Regions from separate parts of the Macaca mulatta genome. Here region 1 is linked to region 2. A link is a contact called in public Hi-C data. All regions are on one chromosome and are shown on one strand. Each heading gives the region's core, a stretch centred on a gene start, on an enhancer-like site or on the middle of the called end of the contact. The rest is flanking DNA. Distances are from core to core; before and after follow the strand shown.

Evidence for each region. A called contact is a pair of places that touch in the nucleus more often than the background predicts.
Region 1: a contact with region 2 is called in a Hi-C map of CD4 T cells, with 4 times the contacts expected there. The contact joins the promoter of C1D here to the promoter of DNAAF10 in region 2. A contact is called at or near these places in 2 of 14 Hi-C or Micro-C datasets (CD4 T cells and fetal cortex germinal zone).

Annotation. Positions count from the first base shown.
Region 1 is chr13:56,663,842-56,668,975 of T2T-MMU8v2.0, forward strand. C1D (C1D nuclear receptor corepressor) reads left to right here and starts at 3,498. Exons shown (of 5, transcript NM_001193604.1): 1 at 3,498-3,549.
Region 2 is chr13:56,568,280-56,573,352 of T2T-MMU8v2.0, forward strand. DNAAF10 (dynein axonemal assembly factor 10) reads left to right here and starts at 2,354. Exons shown (of 8, transcript NM_001261137.1): 1 at 2,354-2,618. The coding sequence starts at 2,436. PNO1 (partner of NOB1 homolog) reads right to left here and starts at 1,956. Exons shown (of 7, transcript NM_001172108.1): 1 at 1,742-1,956; 2 at 1,354-1,503. The coding sequence starts at 1,948.

The DNA of each region.
Region 1 (5,134 bases), core at 2,248-4,747, 97 kb after region 2:
CTAGTTTGATTGCACTGTGGTCTGAGAGACAGTTTGTTATAATTTCTGTTCTTTTACATTTGCTGAGGAGTGCTTTACTTCCAACTATGTGGTCAGTTTTGGAAAAAGTGTGATGTGGTGCTGAGAAGAATGTATATTCTGTTGATTTGGGGTGGAGAGTTCTGTAGATGTCTATTAGGTCTGCTTGGTGCAGAGCTGAGTTCAATTCCTGGATATCCTTGTTAACTTTCTGTCTCATTGACCTGTCTAATATTGACAGTGGGGTGTTAAAGTTTCCCAGTATTATTGTGTGGGAGTCTAAGTCTCTTTATAGGTCTCTAAGGACTTGCTTTATGAATCTGGGTGCTCCTGTATTGGGTGCCTATATATTTAGGATAGTTAGCTCTTCTATTTGAACTGATCTATTTACCATTATGTAGTGGCCTTCTTTGTCTCTTTTGATCTTTGTTGGTTTAAAGTCTGTTTTATCAGAGATTAGGATTGCAACCCCTGCTTTTTTTTTGTTTTCCATTTGCTTGGTAGATCTTCCTCCATCCCTTTATTTTGAGCCTATGTGTGTCTCTGCACATGAGATGGGTCTCCTGAATACCGCACCTGATGGGTCCTGACTCTTTATCCAAACTGCCAGTCTGTGTCTTTTAATTGGAGCATTTAGCCCGTTTACATTTAAGGCTAATATTGTTATGTGTGAACTTAATCTTGTCATTATGATGTTAGCTGGTTATTCTGCTTGTTAGTTGATGCAGTTTCTTCCTAGCATTGATGGTCTTTACAATTTGGCATGTTTTTGCAGTGGCTGGTTCCAGTTGTTCCTTTCTGTGTTTAGTGCTTCCTTCAGGAGCTCTTGTAAGGCAGGCCTGGCGGTGACAAAATCTCTCAGCATTTGTTTGTTTGTAAAGGATTTTATTTCTCCTTCCTTTATGAAGCTTAGTTTGGGTGGATATGATATTCTGGGTTGAAAATTCTTTTCTTTAAGAATGTTGAATATTGGCCCCCACTCTCTTCTGGTTTGTAGAGTTTCTGCCGAGAGATCTGCTATTAGTCTGATGGGCTTCCCTTTGTGGGTAACCCAACCTTTCTCTCTGGCTGCCCTTAACATTTTTTCCTTCATTTCAACTTCGGTGAATCTGATAGTGATGTGTCTTGGAGTTGCTCTTCTCAAGGAGTATCTTTGTGGTGTTCTCTGTATTTCCTGAATTTGCATGCTGGCCAGCTTTGCTAGATTGGGGAAGTTCTCCTGAATAATGTCCTGAAGAGTGTTTTCCAACTTGGTTCCATTCTCCCCGTCACTTTCAGGTACACAAATCAGATGTAGATTTGGTCGTTTCACATAGTCCCATATTTCTTGGAGGCTTTGTTCATTTCTTTTTATTCTTTTTTCTCTAAACTTCTCATTTCATTTCATTCATTTGATCTTCAATCACTGATACTGTTTCTTCCACTTGATCAAATCGGCTACTGAAGCTTGTGCATGTGTCACATAGTTCTTGTGCCATGGTTTTCAGCTCCATCAGGTCATTTAAGGACTTCTCTACACTGTTTTTTCTAGTTAGTCATTCGTTTAATCTTTCTTCAGGTTTTTAGCTCTTTGCGATGGGTTTGAACATCCTCCTTTAGCTCGGAGAAGTTTGTTACTACTGATCATCTGAAGCCTTCTTCTCTCAACTTTTCAAAGTCATTCGCCATCCAGCTTTGTTCCATTGCTGGCGAGGAGCTGTGTTCCTTTGGAGGAGAAGAGACACTCTGATTTTTAGAATTTTCAGCTTTTCTGCTCTGATTTCTCCCCATCTTTGTGGTTTTATCTACCTTTGGTCTTTGATGATGGTGACATACAGATGGGGTTTTGGTGTGGATGTCCTTCCTGTTTGTTAGTTTTCCTTCTAACAGCCAGGACCCTCAGCTGCAGGTCTGCTGGAGTTTGCTGGAGGTCCACTCCAGACCTTGTTTACCTGGGAATCACCAGCAGAGGCTGCAGAACAGCAAATGTTGCTGCCTGATCCTTCCCCTGGAAGCTTCATCTCAGAGGGGCACCCACCTGTATGAATTGTTAGTTGGCCCCTACAGAGAGGTGTCTCCAGTTAGGCTACTCAGGGGTCAGGGACCCACTTGAGGAGGCAGTCTGTCCGTTCTCAGATCTCAAACTCCGCGCTGGGAGAAGCAGTACTCTCTTCAAAGCTGTCAGATAGGGACGTTTAAGTCTGCAGAAGTTTCTGCTGTCTTTTTTTCAGTTATGCCCCACCCCCAGAGGTGGAGTCTACAGAGGCAGGCAGGCTTCCTTGAGCTGCGGTGGGCTCCACCCAGTTCCAGCTTCCCAGCCACTTTGTTTACCTACTCAAGCCACAGTAATGGCAGATGTCCCTCCCTGAGCCTCGCTGCTGCCTTGCAGTTCGATCTCAGACTGCTGTGCTAGCAGTGAGCAAGGCTCTGTGGGTGTGGGACCCTCCGATCCTGGCACGGGATATAATCTCCTGGTGTGCCGTTTGCTAAGACCGCTGGAAAAATGCAGTATTAGGGTGGGAGTGTACTGATTTTCCAGTTATGGTCTATCACGGTTTCCCTTTGCCAGGAAAGGGAATTCCCGGACCCCTTGTGCTTCCCAGGTGAGGTCATGCCCCGCCCTGCTCTGTGGGCTCCACCCACTGTCTGAGAAGCCCTAGTGAGATGAACTTGGTACCTCAGTTGGAAATGCAGAAATCACCTGTCTTCTGCCTCACTCACACTGGGAGCTGCAGATTGGAGCTGTTCCTATTCGGCCATCTTGTGACCTCCCCCAAACTTTAAATATTACATACATGGTGCTTGTTCAAAATGCTTTTACATGCATTTAATATATGGACAACTCAGGCATAAATTTTTATCAAATTATGATCATGGAATGACAAGTTACAAATGTTAAGACAATGCTCAATCGCTTATACTAAACTTTCAACGAACAATATGTACAGTTTCTGTTAATGCCTTTATTTTCTATTATGTTTCTTCTGATTGCATACGTTGAAATGCAATTTTACATTTACTGAAACTAATAATAAAAAATTTGGGCTTGTATTTTGCACATATTTTCCCCATTTTTCTACTAATTCATTTTTACTGTATTATAGAAGTATCTTTTACTGACAGATTGGAAAAACAACCCATTCTTCCCCACGGATAATCTGGGAAGCTGCTCTAAGACGCTGATCTTGAGGCAGACAATAAAAGCGTAGTAACAGTGAGGGCCCTGGAAAAGCTCCCGGGAAAGTAAAAATACAAAGTTTCAGTAACTAAGATTTCTTTCCTGGTTAAATACACTCAACCTGTATTTGGGCTGAGTGTTGGCCGGGTACAAATGTAGACAAAGGTTCCCAGAGTGCCGCCGCAATCCTCTCCCACAACATGGCCCCGAGCTACTCATTTCGAGATTTGCCTTTAGAGAAGAGCGAAGGAGCGGGGGCGTGGCGAGCAGCGTGAGATAATCGGAAAGCGCCCCTCGGCGCGGGCACAGCCGGCGCGTCATTGTCGTCATCGTTGCCCGACCGCTTTCCGGAGACTGTAGTCGAAGGCCCTGAGGTATTTTTCAAAGTTGTACTTTCAGTTTTTCTCCTCCTCCTGTTTAACTCCGCTTTTCCTCTCCTGGGATTCCCCTGTAATCCTCTGGGCAGACTGAGAGAATCGGAGTTTGGCTGCATAGCCTTCCAGGAATGCAGTGTCTCACAGCTCTTCGCTGGGGCAGCATTGCTGCAGGTCCCCCACTTCCGCTTGTTTTGGGGCTGCTTGCAGGCTTTGGCTTACCCCGGCCCCTCATTTCTCTCTCTTGCTCCGGTCTTTCTCTTTTTCTTCGTTTGTTAACCACCCCCTTCTCAACTCTTGGAAGACGAAAAAATTAAAAACAACAACAACAAAAAAAACATGACTTCACAATTTTCAGCTGTCTTCAAATCTTGCGTAAGGAGAGAGGCTAAAGTGGGACGTCTAGGGGAGTCACTTTACTGTGTTAGCTCCGTTTATCATTCACATTCACAGACTGCCTGCCGCTGCAGTATTAGCCCGTCTGAGATAGTGGGCTAATTTCGACCTTTAGCTGAAATCTGTGGTGGGTAATCCAAGAGAGCAGTTTTTCTTGATGACCCGGGAAAGTTCAGTGTAACTAAAACTTGCTTGAAAATACCTTTAATGTCTTCATGTTTGCTGAATACAATTCAGTTTTGGCTTGATACAGACTTATTTGTCGCAATGAGATGTCTGCTATCCACTTATTAACCCATTGGTACTGTCTGATGGTAGACAGAACCAAGACTTAACCGTGATTTTTAAAAAAATTAAATTTAAAATTTTTGTGGTTACATAGTAGGTGTATATATTTATGGGGTACACGAGATGTTTTGATACAGGCAGGCAATGTGTAATAATCACATGGAAAATGGGGCATCCATCCCTTCAGGCACTTACCCTTTGTGTTACAAACAATCCAATTATACTTTTAGTTATTTAACCCTGTATTTTTGATTCAAAATTAACAGATTAGCCCTGTCGAAGTACAGAGAAGTATTTGCGTTTAGTGGAAATGATAGAACTCATTGTTTTGTTGAAAGATAATGATAAGTGTGAATAATGGTTTTTCAAAATAAAACAAAATTCTCAGTCAAAAGATACTACAGCTGCCTTCAGTTAGCTGTGTTGTATGTATCACAGTTCAGAAGTAATGCAATTTTTTTTCTTAACTGCTTTTACCTTTTCAAATGGCTCTTCATATGTATTATCTCAGCTACTGTTTCCAAACAGTTGACCCTTCAAGCATAGCTCTACATAGTCCACAATGGATTAGAGTATTTGATAACTTTCACTTTTGGTAAAATACTATCTAATGTATTGAGGGCTGAGCCAGGCCCTGTTCTGATGGCTTTTATCTATATTATTTATTTAATCTATGCAGCAACCCCATATACTGTTATTTAAGAAATGAGGTGATTGTAATAAGCCACTTCCATATGTTTTGGAAGGTAATTTTGCTGCTTGATCGCTGTAATTTTGGAAATGCTTTGAATTAAACACTGAATAGAAGTAAATTTAATCTAATGTAGTTATTCATCTCAATCTTGAGCAATATCCTCATAATTTATATACTCCTCTATTATTAGACTTCTGGATACATTTA
Region 2 (5,073 bases), core at 1,104-3,603:
GAGTTTTCTCATCAGTAAAATAAGGAGGTCAGAGGAGAAGATCCTGAGTGTTCCCTACTAGTATAATAGGAAGTTTCCCTTATTAGCCTGATGACTATGGCCAAGTTTCCTCACATCTTTAAGATGGGAATATCCTGAAGACTAAATGATGTAGAGCATGTTGTAATACCACTATGTGTCTGGTATATGGCAGCATCAATAAATGTTAGTGGAATCCAAAGTGATTATCCTGCAATAAATAGGACAGTAAAGCCCATGAAAAGTTTAGGCACTGAAGATATGACTGAAAAATGTACATTCTGGTATGAAACTGGCACCCAGAACAGAAAGCCCAAAGTAAATTAATTTTAAATGTCTAGTTCCTGGATTGACAGCATAGAATTTAAAATACACATATATAGGCCGGGCAGGGCAGCTCACGCCTGTAATCCCAGCACTTTGGGAGGCTGAGATGGGCGGATCACCTGAGGTCAGGAGTTCAAGACCAGCCTGGCCAACATGCTAAAACCCAGTCTCTACTAAAAATGCAAAAATTAGCCAGGTGTGGTAGCGGGCGCCTGTTAACAGTGAGCCGAGAGCGTGCCACTGCACGCCAGCTTGGGCGAAAGCGTAAAATTAAAAAAAAAATACACACACACACATATGTGCGTATGTTTCTTATCAAAATAATACAGTTTTATCAAAAAAGCACCATTAAAACACAGTCATGCACTGCATAATGACATTTTGATCAATGACCAACTGCTCATACCATGGTGGTCTCATAACAGTATAATGGAAAATATACAGAAATCTGATATATGGCACTGGACACTGGCAATGCAGGTCAAGTAGATGAAATGACTGATACTCAGTAATGGTGCTGGAACATTTGGTTTTCCATATGAAAAAATACATAAATATACACATACCATCTAGGTTTGTGTAAATACACTCTTCGCACAAGGACTAAGTCATCTTACAAAACATATCCCAGAACATATCCCCGACGCTGACTGTATACACTTCTTGTAAAGCAGCAAGTACTTATGTTCATTATTTACTTACTTCTGTTTATGACAATCTCTTTACTCGACCTTTTCTGAATTTGACACAGAACATTACAAAAGATACACAGAAGCATAGACAGTATTTTGGTATGATCTCAGAACTAATTTACAAATTCAATTAATATTTGTATCAAACGCAGATTTTTAAGGCATTTGGGAAGTTCAAACTCAATATGGTAAGTTTTTAAACTGGACAAAAACTATTCAACACAATAAGTCCCATTAACTAAAGTCTACTCACGCCTTTCCATCTCTGTAGGAGAGAAAGCCTGGTGTATTGGGAAATGGTTGAGATTTTCCTTACCCTGATTTCTACATTCCTTGATTTCAAGTTAAAGCGTATCTGAAGTCCCAAATGTTCCACAATAGGAGTAAATATCTTCATCCAGTTTTCTTTCAACGGTGTGTATCTGTTAGCTGGGACTGGAATTTTCCTTGTTTCTTCTTTTCCACTCTGTAATAAAAGAACACACAACTCAAAAGGCTATGGAGGGATGGTGATGGAGTTGTAAAATAACATCTGATCCATAAAGGGCTTCCTTTAACTGAACTAGTTACACTTCAGAGAATCACTTCTCTCTGAGCATCGCGGCAGAACAGCCCCACCGCAGCTTCAACATTCCCCAGAGGCCACCGGCTTGATCCGCGTCTGGCCCCTGCCTGGTTGCTGTCCTAGGGTCCTAGCCACATACCAGGAGCCCGTCCCCACAGAGGGGTGGGAAGACGGGCCTCTTCGCCGGCCTGGCCTCCTCTGTGTCCATCCGGCCCGCATCCCCGCCCTCTCCCGCTGCGGACAGCTGTTCAGCCTGTCGTTTCTTCGCCCGCCGGCCACCCTTACGGGTGACCTGGGTAAAGCCCTCCTCTGCCCCGGCGCTCTGCGCTTCCATTTCGGATTCCATCCCCCGGAATCTTAAGGCGCTTCCGGCTGAAACACGTGCCCTGCTGCACCGCGCAGGACCCAGCCTCCGTCAACTAACCCCGCAGCTCCGCCCCTTTCCTAAAACGTCACAGGCCGGGGACCTGCAGGATTTGGGGCCGGGGGAAAACGGGATTTCGGCTGTCCTAAGGTATGCCTGATGCTCATGGTCTCACTCTAGCCGTGCAACTCCGAGCTCAAGCATTTTATAATCTCTAATATGTATGTGTGCGAAAGGCAGTGGGTAAAGGCAATAAAGAAATTTGTGCTGTTGTGAAGGAACATTCTGTGCGATCGCCAGAGCGCATCTGGCATTATCTAGAGATAACTACAGCCAACTTCTTAGGGTATCTGGGGCAGAATACGGAAAGCGGGAGGGACAAATTGCCAATGTTTGGAGTCTGGTTTCCAGGTTAGTGTTTTGGGGGGCTTTGGGTGTGGCGGTTGTCAGAACTGAAATCGGCTGCACCATGTCGGCCTTCGAGAAGCCTCAGATCATCGCCCATATCCAGAAGGGCTTCAACTACACGGTGTTTGACTGTAAATGGGTGCCCTGCAGCGCCAAATTTGTGACCATGGGCAACTTCGCACGGGGCACCGGCGTCATTCAGCTGTACGAGATCCAGCACGGGGACCTGAAGCTGCTTCGAGAGGTGGGTGCCGGGTCGACGATCCGGACTGCCGTTGGGGGCGAGTGCGGATCCTGGGGTCTGCATTCCTCTTTGCCAGAGCCTTCGTCCAGCGTCCCCCAAAGCATGGCTTGAGCCGCGCGAGACCAGAGAAGCTGACCGCCGACTGAGGAATGTTTCCCATTTAAAACCTCTTTCTCATCCGCGGGGTAGTTCCTCCGCGCCCAACCCTCCTGCCACCCCGAGTGCAGTCCAGCCAAAGCGGGCGCCAGAATGCCTGCAGTGTGGTTGGAAGAGGCAACCTAACACATTCGGCAGGTATCAATTGAGTGCCTGGTATTCCTAGGCATGTGAATGGCAATGTCCCCGATCTCATGGAGTTTGTTTTCTCGTGGGAGAGATACTCAGTTCAATAATCAAAGCAACGATACATAAGTACAAACCGAGATGAGTCGTCTCACACAAAGGAACACGGTTACGGTTCAGTGAGAGTGAAAACAGGTTTGGGATGAGTGAAAACAGATTTTGGTATGTGCGGGAGCTAACTAGGCCAAACTAGGAGTAAAGGACACGGTTTCCAGGGCTTCTGCACATGCAGAAGCTCAGTGATGGGAAGAAGTTTATCCTCTTAAGAAACTAGAGGGATAAGCAGGAACCAGACATTGCAAGATCTGTAGGACATTCAAAGGAATTTATGCCTTTTTTCTAAGAAAAACGGGACACGATTGAAAGGATTTAAGCAGGGTGTGGAAAGATTAGGTTTACAACTTTTTGTTTTTGTTTTTTTTTTGAAGATTACTAGTGAAAGAATTAGAGAATAATGATAGTAACTAGCATTTTGTAGCTGTTTATCGTTTTTAAAAAGTCTTGATTTCGGTTACCTGAAAAAAAAAAGATCAGTCGTAGTCAGATCAGAGTTGTAATAGACTACAAGTGCAGGGTAGGTTAAGAACTCTGGGGATCAAAATCTATGGAGAAAATCGGCTTGAAGGAGGTAGGGATTAAACTGGTAGATAAAGGATGGATACAATTTGGACTGTTACGCCTGGAATAAAAAGTATGTAAGACCCCATTCCGCTTTAAATTTCCCTGAATGACAAACATGAAACATGGCTTATTCTTTTCTACCTTTCCTTATATTGTTCATCATTTAGCTTCCAGTAACCAGTGGCTTTTTTTTTTTTTTTTGGAGACAGGGTCTCAATCTGTCACCCAGCCCGGAGTGCTGTGGTGCAAACACAGCTCACTGTCGCTGCAACCTTCGCCTTCTCAGCTCAAGGAATCCTCCCACCCCAGCCTCCCAAGTAGCTAGGACTACAGGTGTGTGCCACCACACCTAATTATTTTGTACTTTTTTTTTTTTTTTTTTTTGGTAGAGATTGGCTTTTGCCATGCTGCCCAGGCTGGTCTCCGACTCCTGGGCTCAAGCAGTCTGCCTGCCTCGGCCTCCCATAATACTGGGATTACAGGCGTGAGCCACCAAGCCTGGCTACCTGTTGCTATTCTAATGTCCAGTTCAGATTATCTAATGTATGATGCCCTTCCTGATTTCTACACAAAGGAAAATTTCTTTACATTGCATTTTGGGTTGTTTTTGTTTTTTGTTGTTGTTGTTTAGAGATGGCGTAGCTCTGTCCCAGTCTGGAGTGCAGTGGTACTGTCATAGCTCATTGCAGCCTGGAACTCCTGGGCTCAAACCATCCTCCCACCTCTGCCTCCCAAAGTGCTGGATCAGGTGTGAACCACCATTAAAAAAAAAAGGCATTTAAAGGATTTATTCCTTTTTCTTTTCTCTTTCTTTTTCTTTTTCTTTTTTTTTTTTTAAGACGGAGTCTTGATCTGTCACCCAAGCTTGAGTGCAGTGGCGTGATCTTGGCTCACTGCAACCTCTGCCTCCCAGGTTCAAGTGATTCTCCTGCCTCAGCCTCCCTAGTAGCTGGGATTACAGGTGCCTGCCACCATGCCCAGCTAATTGTTTTGTATTTTTAGTGGAGATGGGGTTTCACCATGTTGGTCAGGCTGGTCTCGAACTCTGACCTCAGGTGATCCACTCAGCTCGGCCTCCCAAAGTGCTGGGATTACAGAGATGAGCCATCGCGCCTGGCCATTTATTCCTTTTTCAAAGAAAAATGGGACATGATTGTTTTTCTTTTTTCTTTTTTCTTTTTTTTGAGAGAGGGTCTCACTCTTGCCTAGGATGGAGTGCAGTGGCAGAATCAGGGCTCAGACTTGTGACTTTTTAAAATAAGAACAGGCCTGGTGCAGTGGCTAACGCCTGCAATCTCAACACTTTGAGAGGCAGAGGGGTGGATTGCTTGAGCCCAGGAATTCAAGACCAACCTGGGCAACATGGCGAAACCCTGTCTCTACTTTTTGTATAAAAAAGAATACAAAAATTAGCTGGGCATAGTGATGCGAGCTTGTAGTCCCAGCTACTTGGGAGGCTGTGGTGGGAGGATCTCTTGAGCCCAGGAGGTCA